Linked DNA regions of Bombyx mori: region 1 is linked to region 2. Evidence: chromatin contacts called from public Hi-C data. All regions are on one chromosome and are shown on one strand. The core of a region is the stretch at or near the end of the contact, and the rest is flanking DNA. Distances in the headings are between cores, read along the strand shown.

Evidence for each region. Hi-C and Micro-C count contacts between places; a contact is called where the count stands out from the background.
Region 1: a contact with region 2 is called in a Hi-C map of midgut, with 1.5 times the contacts expected there. The contact joins two enhancer-like sites. A contact is called at or near these places in 5 of 7 Hi-C or Micro-C datasets (middle silk gland, midgut, posterior silk gland and 1 more).

What each region holds. Positions count from the first base shown.
Region 1 is chr10:7,926,353-7,933,255 of ASM3026992v2, forward strand. All of the region lies in intron 1 of E75 (nuclear hormone receptor E75), which reads right to left. Among protein-coding and RNA genes, the nearest start is that of E75, 39 kb to the right of the region's middle. Within about 2 kb of position 4,064, at least 7 of the 8 cell types and tissues checked have open chromatin away from gene starts, as enhancers often do.
Region 2 is chr10:7,893,269-7,899,698 of ASM3026992v2, forward strand. The region is part of intron 1 of E75 (nuclear hormone receptor E75); the gene reads right to left. Among protein-coding and RNA genes, the nearest start is that of LOC134199506, 58 kb to the left of the region's middle. Within about 2 kb of position 2,908, at least 7 of the 8 cell types and tissues checked have open chromatin away from gene starts, as enhancers often do.

The DNA of each region.
Region 1 (6,903 bases), core at 2,814-5,313, 34 kb after region 2:
TGGATGGTTCCATCTGCGGCGCGACCTTCACGTTTATCGGCCCGGCGAGATGCTATGTACATTGCGAATACCACTTAAATTCACAATCATTGGTTCACTGCCTCCAAACTTTTATTGTATTTACGTCATTTCATAGCGTACGTTTTACGGTAAAAATACGGCTATTAAGAACAAAAAAAAAACACTGAAAATCCAGAATAAATTACGTAGAATATAATGTTTTCTATTGAGAAATCTGTGTTAAGCAATTGTCTCGATACATTTGATAGGCCCCCCGTGCGTTCGAGAAAAATATTGTAGAAAAAACAACACGAACTTCTTCTTCACATTCTTATTCTTTGATGTCATCAACAAGTTGTCTATAAATGTTAATTTGCTTTACATGAACTTTTTTGATTGCGTATTTTGAATATGTGTACAAATATCTGTTTAACAAAGATTTGTGAAAGCACATAACATTACATTGTATATATAGTTTTGCTTCACAACATTTTGTGTACATTTAGGTCACATTCGTTGTTTATGTTATAGATTTAAAAAAAAATAACATCCAAACGAATTCACCACACAATACAATTTACTGGTGGTAGGACCTCTTGTGAGTCCGCGCGGGTACCACCACCCTGCCTATTTCTGCCGTGAAGCAGTATTGCGTTCCGGTTTGAAGGATGGGGCAGCCGTTGTAATTATACTTGAGACCTTAGAACTTATATCTCAAGGTGGGTGGCACATTTACGTCGTAGATGTCTATGGGCTCCAGTAACCACTTAACACCAGGTGGGCTGTGAGATCGCCCATCCATCTAAGCAACAACAACAACAACAAAAAAACAAGTCAAAGCGAAAAAGTTCTTACACATTGTAGTATTGTTCCAATTTTGTTCTTCGTTTGAAGATGATTTTATGAAACGTGAAATTCTACGTGTAGGTGGAGGTAGGTAGAGTGAAACGGCTCATGAATAACACAATAGTGCTGTGATATAGGTCAGATACATCGTGGATGTAAACATCAGCTACTGGAGTGACATCCGGACGTATCATTTAATCTCCACCTAAGCACGTTTCACAACTGGGGCATCCTTATTTCGACTTTTGTTTTGTAATAGAAACACCCAGACGTCCGTTCGTTGCGAGTCAAGTATATGGTACTTGATAACGAATATTTCATTGCATTAATATGATTCTTGTACCTTCGATTAACTTATCGTTATCCTTCTTCTTCCGAAAAAGGCTCTCTTCCATCTGCCGGGAACGTGTTATGAGCTTCTTCGGACACATCATGCGATTTCCCAGACATGAATTAGAGAAGCTCATAATTACGGGTCGCATAGAGGGCAAGCGCGCCGTGGGCAGAACACCAACCAGATGGTCAGACCTAGTAAGAGAAGCACTTGGTGGTAGTCTGTACCATGCGGTCCATGCCACCCATGATCGAACACAGTGGAAAAATGTCGCATGTGGTCGCGATCCTCAGTAGTGAGGGAACGATATAGAAGAAAATCCTTCTTTTTCGTCGCTTCCTCATTACTGAGGGTCGTGACCACCTTGGTTTAGTTTCTGCACCAGTTTCCTCCAATGTTGCCTGCATTGGGCCTGCTTAATGGCGCCCGGGACGCTGGTGTTTGTGGCCTCCTTGACAATGTCCGTCCACCTGGTTGGCGATCTTCCTCGACTTCTCTTTCCTTCCACGTGACCTACAACTATTAGTTTTTCCAAGTTGTCAGGATTTCGTCGGGCCACGTATCCGAAGTACTTGAGGAGACGCTTCATATCCTTTATGCTCATCCTCTCAAAAATATGTACTGTGATGGCATCCATTGGCGCGCGCCATCCATTGTTGACATGCTTTCATTAGCTTGAACTGTATTTATATACATATACGAGTATATGTGATGGAAACCTTTCAACGTATTTTTCACAGACTTGGAGACGTCCTATTACCTTGAAAATTTGTACACGGGTCAAAGATTGATGGTAATATAATAATTGTATTACTTTACCCAATTTTAGAACTTCGGCAATGCCAGGGCAAAGCCAAGCCGCTGCCTACCGTTAAGTACTCTCCACAAGCCTCGTTTGAAGAAGGATATGTCATAGCGCTCGAGAAACACCGTGGAGGGGAGCTCATACCAAAGCCGGATGGTACGTGGCAAAAAAGATCTCTGGAAGCGCACTGTGGATGAACTCTACTCCGGTGGCGGGCGGTGCGATGGTAAAAACGAGATGACGGTATCATCTCAAACAATTCCTCAGATCACTCCTACTAATATTCTGACCTCCTCCTCAATATAAGAAGAATACTCCTAATATTCTGACCGGGATCATTTTTGCTTTTTATTTCAGTTTACAAGCGTAAATCTTTGCGTTCTCTTTGTTCCTATTTGAAGGATATGTCTGCTTGAAAGCAATAGAAATATTTACTTAATTTTTTTAAGGCGATTTCATTGTTGGCCTATAGACACAGCTCACTGAGTTTCTCGCCGGAACTTCTCAATGGGATGCGATTCCGATCCCGTGGTAGATTCAGCGAAGCACTGCTCTTGCTAGTGCTAGCAAAATCACTCAGATTGGACTCGTGAGCTCACCTACCCGTCCGGGCGTAGCTGGAATAGCCTCTTAAGCTACCAGCGTATAACTAGGAAAAACAGTCATTGTCAGTTGTCTCTAAATGGGCTCTATATCACTTAATACCGGCTTTTTTTTATTGTTTAGATGGGCGGACGAGCTCACAGCCCACCTGGTGTTAAGTGGTTACTAGATACCATAGACACCTACAACGTAAATGTGTCACCCACCTCGAGATTTAAGTTCTAAGGTATAGTTACAAGGGCTGCCCCACTCTTCAAACCGAAACGCATTACTGCTTCACGGCAGAAATAGGCAGGATGGTGGTCCCTTCCCGCGCGGACTCACAAGAGGTCCTACCACCAGTAAATGTGATGTGAACTGTGCAGGCTGCGATGAGAACGATTGCCTATCTACGACGATCAAAAAGACATCATACACATATGTACAGTCAAATAAGTACGTATGTATGATAATTGAAACATGAATCTGCGTAGGGCATGTACATAATCCAAACAAGTGCGTAAAACAAGAGTAAACAACCTACAATTAGAGCAATAAACTTCATCAAGAACGGTCTTTAATTTCGTATGATAGTCAGGTAATTATCTTGTTATGTTTTCATAATGATACGTGTTTATCTTAAAATTTGCATGTGAATGCAGGCGCGGGGGAACAAACACGACGCCACTGACGTTAGTGTTACGATGAACTTTGTCGTTACCTTCGGTATTGTGTGAAGGATCCCGCCAACATCTGCCAGTGTATTTTGATTTGAATAAACAAACTCATTACGAGCGTGACGTCAACGCGCTGCTTTGTGCGTCGGAATTCAGAATTCCTCGCGTCAAAATTAGCATTACATTTAAATTTAATTAATGCGATAAAGCTCTAATTTTTAATCTATTTTTAAACTGGGTCCGCGTCAAGGTTTCACCCGTAAATTCGTTTTTTCGACAACAACCGGTCATTTTTAGATTCGTAATGTACGGGTTTCTCTGTGAAAATTGGAATGATCTATGGCTCCGTCATGTGGTGGTGCTGTGAAAAAGACGGACAAACCAACAATAAAAATTTACGTATTGTTTTAGATAAGAATAGAAATATTTGTTTTGAATATTAGGATCAGCTCTGTTGTTGGCTAATGGGAAACCTGGACACGGCGACCGTCTCTGACGATATCAGGTGAGCACATGTTCGATAAATAAATCAAGGTCTAACGTATTTTTCCGTTCGCGAATTCGGCGATACGATTCGGGTCGAGATTATTATTCGGTCGAGTATTGTGCTTGGTCATTGAATCGCCTGTTTAAATTATCAAGACCATTGAAACATGAAACGCAAACATATTTACGGCATGCAATTATGTTTTAAATTAATTATGATAATGCATGCTGTTTGGTTAAAACTGTGGTTTCGCGCAGTTAGACCGTGTCATTGGAGGTCAGATGAGCCTCGTCCCGCGCCCGCAAGCCCGCCGCCCGCGCCCCTCCCGCGCCCGCCGGGAGCAACAAACTCTGCAAGGTTGCGCGGCGGCCGCTTGCTATCGCTGCCTACAGTTACGATATCGCCCTTCTCCGGCAAACTGCTTTATTTTATTACGCTCCTGTCATATCGATATTACACCTGAAGGTCTTTTGGATTAACTTACCTAGATAATGTATGGAAGACGCCTTTAAAACAACAACCGTTCTATTGAGAAACCACATTTTTTTTGTTCTTCTATCATGAATTTCACTGTGCTTTCGTTATTACGAAACAATAAAAAAAATCATTGATGGTACACGATAATGCTGAATGGTTATTGTAAAATACACATGAAATGTAAATTTACATAAATTATGTTGTATAAAAAGTTAGAAATGCGTCACATTTACACGTATCAGTTTTTTTGGGTCCAAGGCAAACGAGCTTGCAGGCCACCTGATGTAATGTGGTCATTGTCTCTCGTGGTCTATGGCAATGACAAAAGCAAAACGGGGTCGTTACCAATACACGCAAAACAACTTATGCTGAAGCAAAAAACCTTCCCGCTATACCGCACCACAAAAGGAGTTTTTACATTAATAATTTTAATATTATCAGATTATATTTGTAGCGCTCAAACAGGAGAGCAGAGCCATCTAGCGTCGAGTAGCAGAAACTTAACCTCAAATAAATGTGGTTTATTTTTTAATGAGGAGTTTTTTGTTGGCAAGTAATATATAGTATTTAAAATATTAATTGTGCATAAGTTTTTGTTTTTTTAACCTAGAAAGAGAGAGGCAGAGATTCATAATGAGTCATTAAATTATCACCTACATCCAACTACTCTGTTCTCTAATAATAGCCATACCGATATCATTGAGAGATCGACTTCTGCCTCAAGATGTCTCATGGTAGGCGTATAGCAGCATTCTTGTTACGGTGTCTGTGGATTCCGTAACTATTTAAGACAGGCGGGCGTCATTTGCAATCAACTCCAATTTTAAAAATATCCAAAAAGTGAGTGGAAAATACTGACTTTCAGTTTATGATGTTTCGTATTAAATTGTTTTGTTGTTGTTTGCTTAGACGGGTGGACGCGCTCAGTTGGTGTTGAGCCATTACAGGGACCCGTAGTCATCAAAGAGCGAGTCCCGCCCCTACTTTGAGACACGAAATCTTATTTGTTTAGTTTAACGGCTGTACGTATGTGGTATGGACATATTGTGATGCGTAGAGAGAAGATGCATGTGACTAGGAGATGTATGGAAATGTAGTGCAAGGTAGAGGAGGAAGAGGTCGACCGAAGACATGGATGGAGTGTGTCAATGAAGGCTCATAGAAGAAAAGAATGGAAGAGAAAAATTAACTGTGCCGACCCCACCTAATGGGATAAGGTGGAGAAAAAGAAGAGGAGAACGGCTGTACGTACGGCCGGAATGCAATACTGCTTCACAAAATAGAGAACGTAGAATAATACTATAGACAAGACGGTTATTCCAATTGCATAAGCACTTTACCACCAGTATATCATCAGTATCAGAAACAACATGCAATTATAAAAAAATACACTAAGACCCAAATACTTAAAATCTAATACTTGATGATATTATAGATTAGTAGTTTATATAGTGCGATAAACCATTTATTGAATAGTATATTATAAATAGTAACAGCGAATACCAATAATACTATTATAAAATAATAATACTACAGAATAATTAAATCCGGCTCGCCAATCAATAACTAACCAGTGAAGCTATCGTAAATGTACTTCTACAAAAACTTTGTTAACTAATTCTATTTGCTATTCACAGCACAAGGCTATAAACATATAAAAATAGGTCAAACCATAATGGGCAATGTAATAAACAAAATGATCTCACTCATTTGTTTTAAAGGGAGCGACGACCGAGTGACGCATTTTGTTACGTGGAACGTGCTAAAGAACTGATCGCTGACGTAGTACAGTCGCAAAATCACCGTCCGGCAGCGCTTAGTCTACACTCTACAGAACATGACAATGTGATGAATCGCGAAGTTTCCAACCAAATATTTTTAGACTGATAACCACACATTAATGACAAAATTAAAAACATAATAATATGTTGAATTCACTATCAGTAATTATTTAATAGGTATTATGTAAAGTAAAAAGAGATCTTACTGTGTTTGTTTGTATTATTTAAATATCGCGCCATGCAATATAAACACAAAAAATATTATTTATAAAGGTAGGTAATTGGATAGATACTTAATTAAATATTCGTTTTGGTAATATAATATATTATTAATACATGGTAATATAAAAAAATTGTAAGGTAAGTAAAAATCTTATTTTAAATTTCAGTATACGAGTAAAAAGCTGATTGAACTTCTTAACAAGCAATGCCACCTATATTTTATTATGTGAAACTCAAAAAGAAAGTTACACTGGCATAGCGCCATCTAGCGAACTCTTCCAACATGACGATGGTCTGCAGATTCCTTGCGTACAAAAAGGTTTCAAAATGGCTGCTAGAGTACGCTGATCTCAATTTTGTTAAAAAACCAATGGAATAAATTAGAATTTTGTCCGCAATTTTCATAGAGTAAAACGATTAAATATTCCATATTATATAAATAAATAGATGAAACTGTTAAATACCTATCATATCTTCTTTGATTCTCAAAAAAAATTTCTTTAAAAACATACCCACATAATAATATATTTTCTAAAATACATAATTTGTTTCTCGGAAGTGTAGTTACATTTGATTTTTTTAAATCAATTTTAATTGTGTATCTTGGCAAAACATATTTGCTGATTTGCTCAGTCCTGACGTAAATAACTAGGCACGTAATGTAACCTCCAGCCGACTTTCGGACTATCGTC
Region 2 (6,430 bases), core at 1,658-4,157:
TAGTAAGCAGTCATAAAAAAATATATATGCATATATTCTATGAATTATAGTTTGATGACTATGTGAATTGATAATTTAAATGTGTTAATTTTACAGAAGTTTTTTTAATCGATCGATTCGACTCGTACTGCTTAACTGTTATTGAAGAACAAGAGAAACAAAAAACAAAAAAAAAGTTGAAAAACAGTTATGTCGTAACGATGGGTATTTTCCGTTCAGAGCGCCTGGACGAGAGAGGTCTGCACGATATGACGCGAGCGCAGAACAAATTGGGGTCAGGGCGGCGCGGGCGTCGACCCGCAGACTCTGACGGTCTTACTCCCCTCCGCCCGTCACCCGCTCACACCCCGCTCACCCCTGAGCCTACCTACTCCCTTGTCCCCGCTTTTCTGATAACTTTTACTCGCCACTTTCACTCAAATGATATTATTACGTTGCGTAATCTTTATCCAACACAACGTTGCGCTTTTAATATTATTCATAATTTAATTTATAATAATGCGCGATGTTTATGGATAACTAACCGGTCCGTGAATTCGATTTATTTACATCTCGTTAACTAATTTTAGAAAAAATTATATACCATAATAAGTTTAATAATTTGAAATTGAATTAAACATAACAAAATTATGTAAGTGTGATTTAAAAAATTAATTAATTAAATTTTTCTAAACGGTTATGTGACGTAATTATTTTCAATGAGATAGGTCGTTAATTATTTTGAAGTTTGAATAAATGAATCATTGGAAATATAGATTATATGCATTTTCTAGTCCGGTGACGCCGACTTGGTCTCTCTAAGCCATCAATCAGCTTCGGTAGAAAAAAAATGCGTTTAATCAACAAAATCCATATACTATCTATCTATCCGTATACCCATAGCAAGTTGATTGAATTGCTGCCTCTTTATGGTTAAGTAACAAGTAGGTGAAGGATGGCGAAGTGTAATGATGAAATTCTTACAAATCACATGTTTACTTCTCAATATTAACACAAATAACTCGCCTTCGAGTTTAACAACAGTGCTTTCGTTGATATAAAATAATTGGTTAACATAGATTTGTTAACATAAATCAAATTTGATTGCGTAAATTAACTAACAAACATAATCAAAATATGGCAATAGTGTTCGTTTTTTGTGCGCGTCACGTTTTTTGTTTTGACGATTTCTTAAGAACTTTAAGTATTTGGACGGTACATATGCTGTTTTGAAGTAAATAATTAAGGTTACCCACATAGTGTATGTGTGACGTTACAGGTACGGATTTAGTGTGATTTAAACAGTTATTTGTGTGTGGGGTGCGCGGCGCAGAGCGACCAACGTGACCCAATTGCGGGCGGGTGAACGAACTCGAGGCCTTGATCGCAATACCGAGTCGCCGCGGCGCCCGCGCCCCGCACCCCCCTCTCCTCGTACACGTCACACATTACACACGCAACACATTGTTTCAATATTATTTTTACCATACACGCTTCGTAAAATAAAACATTTACGATCGATCACACGAGTTTAGTTTACGTCGCGTAAAATTATGATCGACGTTTTTTTTTTTTTTTTTTCCAATACTCTAAACAGTCTTATTACTTTAAGGTTTTATTACCAATTTGATTTATACTTCTAATAAATCATTTCTCGACAAATAAGGAAGAGGTTTTACTCGAACGAGTGCCGAATTAGAAATACCTATAATGCTTAATTAAACTAATGCTTCGAAATGTCAAATAATTAATTTAAGTTTAATCAAAAAACGTGTGTTGAGAAATAATTCTAAATGGATAAATATGTAATTTAGTTTACCCTATAAGCTATCAATCGATAACGAACGTTGAGTTAGGTCAGGGACTTGACTTGAATTGAACATAAAACAGTTAATTTCCATAAGAAATTGTCTGTTTATTAATAGACTGTGTTGTAATAACTTGCCGAATCATTAATCTTTATAATTATTTAAAAATAATTGAAATTCAAATAAGATTTTCTTTACAGGATACTCCCTAATCTAAATCAAAATGTAACTATATTAGTTATCAAGTCTGCCCAGTTATAGTGCCTAGGCGCATAGCGAAAAAGAGACAGTAAAATTTTGTTGGTGACTCCGCATAACGAATCTATATTGCGAAACAGAATGTTGTCACTATTTGCGGGTACAGAAGTGCCATGAGTGGGAGTGGGACAGCCGTACATCTCAAGGTTTCTTGTGGATTATTATTAGAGTATCTCCGCTAGATTATTCCGAGTCGACCTAGATAGCGCGCGGGGCCGTTGACCGCGGGCCCTCCGACTGCGCACGCGGCCTCCAAAATTAAATGGCATTCAGCGATGGGTTCCACTTGCGAAATACTCAAGTCAACCATAAATTCTGCTCATAGATTCGCATGTTCTCCTTGCTGATCATATATTTTCCTATCATATATAACTTTACTCATACCATGTTGATCTGATTAAAATAACACCTAACTATTTTAACTTCATCATTTGAAGTATATTCACAAAATTAGTTATATCGTTTTTTGAAATAATATTAAAAGATTTCCCTAAAATTACCGTATTCGGAAACTGGCAATATGTATTCATAATGAATGGTATTAAAAAAAAAACGATCTTGTTGCGATTACATTTTAAATCTAAAAATAGTTAGTTCCTACTTTAGATATATATATTTAAAAAAATAACGTTTTTTATTATTGACAAGGTCCAAAAGTCAAAACATTTAATTGGTTACTTCATTGTTTCAATAGTTCAAAATGTTGTGTTTAATTTCCTCAAAATATTTAAAATTTAATTCCTAGTCCGACGTCCGACCGATTAGAGAAAAATGGGAAGCGGGGGGTATGGAGGGGTGCGGGAGCGCGATGGTGATTAGCGACGTCGAATATAGCCGGGAAGGCCGAGGGCAACGAACTCCGTTTGCCCTAGATTCGCGGCCAGCCCCCGCTTCACCTGCACCGCCCCGCATTCGCCCGCCATACCAGTCTCGTATGAAAGTGAAAAGGACTTCTTCTATCCCTATTTATTACTACAGTTATTTAATCAATCGCTTTACAGAATCATTCATGGTAAAGATTATTATTATTATATCATAGTGATAACCTAATATTTATATTCGTGCGGGGACGTTCGTTTACACGAAATGAATGTTATGAGAATTTGATAACAATAAACAATGAAATACAAATAAAATAATGAAAAGCTAATAATTAAAGGCGACTGATACAAAAAAAATTAAGTTTAGAAGCATAACTGAGAGAATGTGATGGTGGTGGTCGTGAGGATAATGATGGGACTGACCTGCTAGGACCCTGCCCAGGAGTAGATCGGAGTCGTTGGGCGGCGATTGAGCAGTAGCGTCGCTGGGCTCGAGTTGGTGGTGGCACTCAGTGACCGTCATGTCTGTCGGCGGGAAGGAGCGCGGGAGACGCGTGAGGCAGCGCGTCAGGAGCGCGTGCGGCCGGCGGTGGCGTCGACGCGAATGGCGCGCGCCCGCTCTACGCCGCCCGCACACGTAGAACCAGCTACGGGCCGCCCGCCCCTAACGCCACCCACCCTTACTACACTTTTTGGTTTTTCAATTTGTCATATAAGTCCATTTTCCACTATAAATACTATTTCTTCCTCATTACTCAACTATGTAACAATTTTCGATAAAAAAAAAAACTTTTTGGTTCGTTGCAGACCTTTTTTGTTTTTTTTTGTTCTCCTATGTTTCGAAATCTATTTTAAAATTGGAATAAAAAATTTAGAAAAAAGGAAGATTACAATAATTATTTTTTTTGGTTTTGGAACGGAAGATTACAATAACTTATTTAAAAATAAGAACGTCTCTATAGGTATTAAATACTCAACGACATATTAATGAAATTATTTGTGTAACCAAATATATAAGAACGGTTTGTGTTAATACGTAATCTCTGAAACGGCTGCATCATCGTGTGATTACGAATCCAAATGTCAAAGATAACAAACACCATTGACGTTTCAAAATCTAAATTCAGTGTTTCACTGTATGACTAATCTAGTTTATAAAGCAGATATTATTTTTCTTTGTCTACGCCTTATCCCCCTAGGTGGAGTCGGCACAGCATATTTTCCTATTCCGTTCTCCTCTATCAGCGATCATCTCAATACTCACTCCTCTTTCCCTCATATCGTCATTGACACACTCCATCCATGACTTTTTCGGTCGACCTCTTCCCCTCTACCTTGCACTACCATTTCCATACATCTCCTAGGAACATGCATCTGCTCACTTATAAAGCAAATATTATGTCAATGTATCTCTCTTTCAGTGCATTTCTAATCGATCTAATCGATCTCCGAATAAAGAATTAAAATAAAGGCGACGCGTCATTTTTACATTTCAAAAACAACTCAATAAAATTTAATAAAACGCATAGTAAAGTGGACGTCTAACATTTTTGTAACTGTTTTTTTAAATTGTTTGTGCAACTACATGCGACAGAAATAGGCAGGGTTGTCCTATCTACAAATGGGATCTTACAACACTCTCCGGACCACTAGTATAATATTATTATGACTCTCGAGTAATAAGTGGTAGTAAAGCGAAAAGAAATATACGTACCTCACAATTGAAAATTCAAACACAGGTTACTTAAAAAAGAATAATAACAAAGGCTAATTTAAATGTCTAACGAGAATCCTTGCTCTTTTTAATTTAATTATTTTAAGCCGAAGACGGCTTAATTAATTAAATGAAAATGAGCGGATTTAAATGAGGATCAGGCTGCGAGCACTTACAGATTACACATAGTGAATTAGTAGTTGAACAATGTTTAAATCAAGAATGGTAGAAAAAATTTACATCAAACACGTGAGGTAGAATCGTCACATGTATGGAAAATTTGCTTTGAAACAATACTAGAATACTTTGTATATTGGAATTTTATATGTGTTCAGTATTTTTTCCATTCCTTATTAAATGTATACAGTGCCATCGCAAAGTAAATACTCCATTGCAAATTTTATCTTAGAATATTATAGTCGCCAATTAACAAAGACACGGAACCCTAAAAAATATGCCTGCCTATGAGAACACTGGGAAAAGTAGGCCACGGGCGCTTCTTCCTTTGTCTTTCAATGTATTTTTGAATAATTCAACAAAACCAGTTTAGAAGCTTTTTGAGTCTTCTATTTCCAAATAATCACAATACGAGACTACATTCTGTGTATTCATTTAATTATTTTTTTTATGTTAAATAGGTATTCATAAGTCATACGTAACATAAATATATTAAGATTTCAAGCGACTGTCTTATTGATTTTTAGTTTCGTGTAAAATTTTTTTTTTTCCAACCTTACATCTTATCAATTTTATCATATAAGAACAAATACATAACAAAAGAAATTAAAGTAAGTCGTCGTGGTCTAAAAGATAAGACGCCCGGTGAACTCGTATCGAGCGATGCCATTGGGCCGATGTTCAAAACTCGCAGGCAGGTAGCAAATTTTTATTATGAAATGTATTATACGTTTTTCCTACGAATGATTTCCACGATGAAGAAATAACATTGTATAATAAAAATCAAACCCGCTATGATGTCTATGGGGTCCACTTAACACCAGGTGAGCCGTGAGATCGTTCGCCCGTTTACGTAATAAAAAGATTAGTAAATGCGATTAATATACAATGCTATGTCAAGGAACTGTATGTGCATTTTCTTCTACTTGACTTTTTCCCACCGGCAGGGATGAGCGAAACATAATCAAATTATAACATAAATATATGTACTTGGTGGACAGATTTACAAGATGGGTGGACGAGCTCACAGCCCAACTGGTGTTAAGTGGTTACTGGAACCTATATACATCTATAACGTAAATGCCGCCACCCACCTTGAGATATGAGTTCTAAGGCCTCAGTATAGTTATAACGGCTACCCCGCGCTTCAAACCGAAACGCATTACTGCTTCACGGCAGAAATAGGCAGGGTGGTGGTACCGACCCGTGCGGACTCACAAGAGGTCCTACCACCAGTATTGTTTTTAAGTGGAGTAGAAGTAAAATTCATGTTTGCAGAGATTTTTGGCAACGTACCGTCTGGCTTGGAAATGAGCTTACGGATATTACTCGTCCGTCTCTCTCTCTCAGATTCTTGTCTGCTACAGAAGATTCAAGCAACCTCAACTAGGCTTTTTTTGAAAAAAATAATTATGGAAGGATGCCTTTATATTTGAACTATTTGAGTCACTATGAATAATAAACTCAATCAAAAGATAAACGCAGATATTTCGACAAGCCTTTTTTTTAATGCTTAGATTGGTGGACGAACTCACAGCCCATCTGGTGTTAAGTGGTTACTGGAGCCCATAGACATCTACGACGTAAATGCGCCACCCAGCTTGAGATATAACTTCTCAAGTATAGTTACAACAGCAGCCCCACCCTTCAAACTGAAACCCATTACTGCTTTA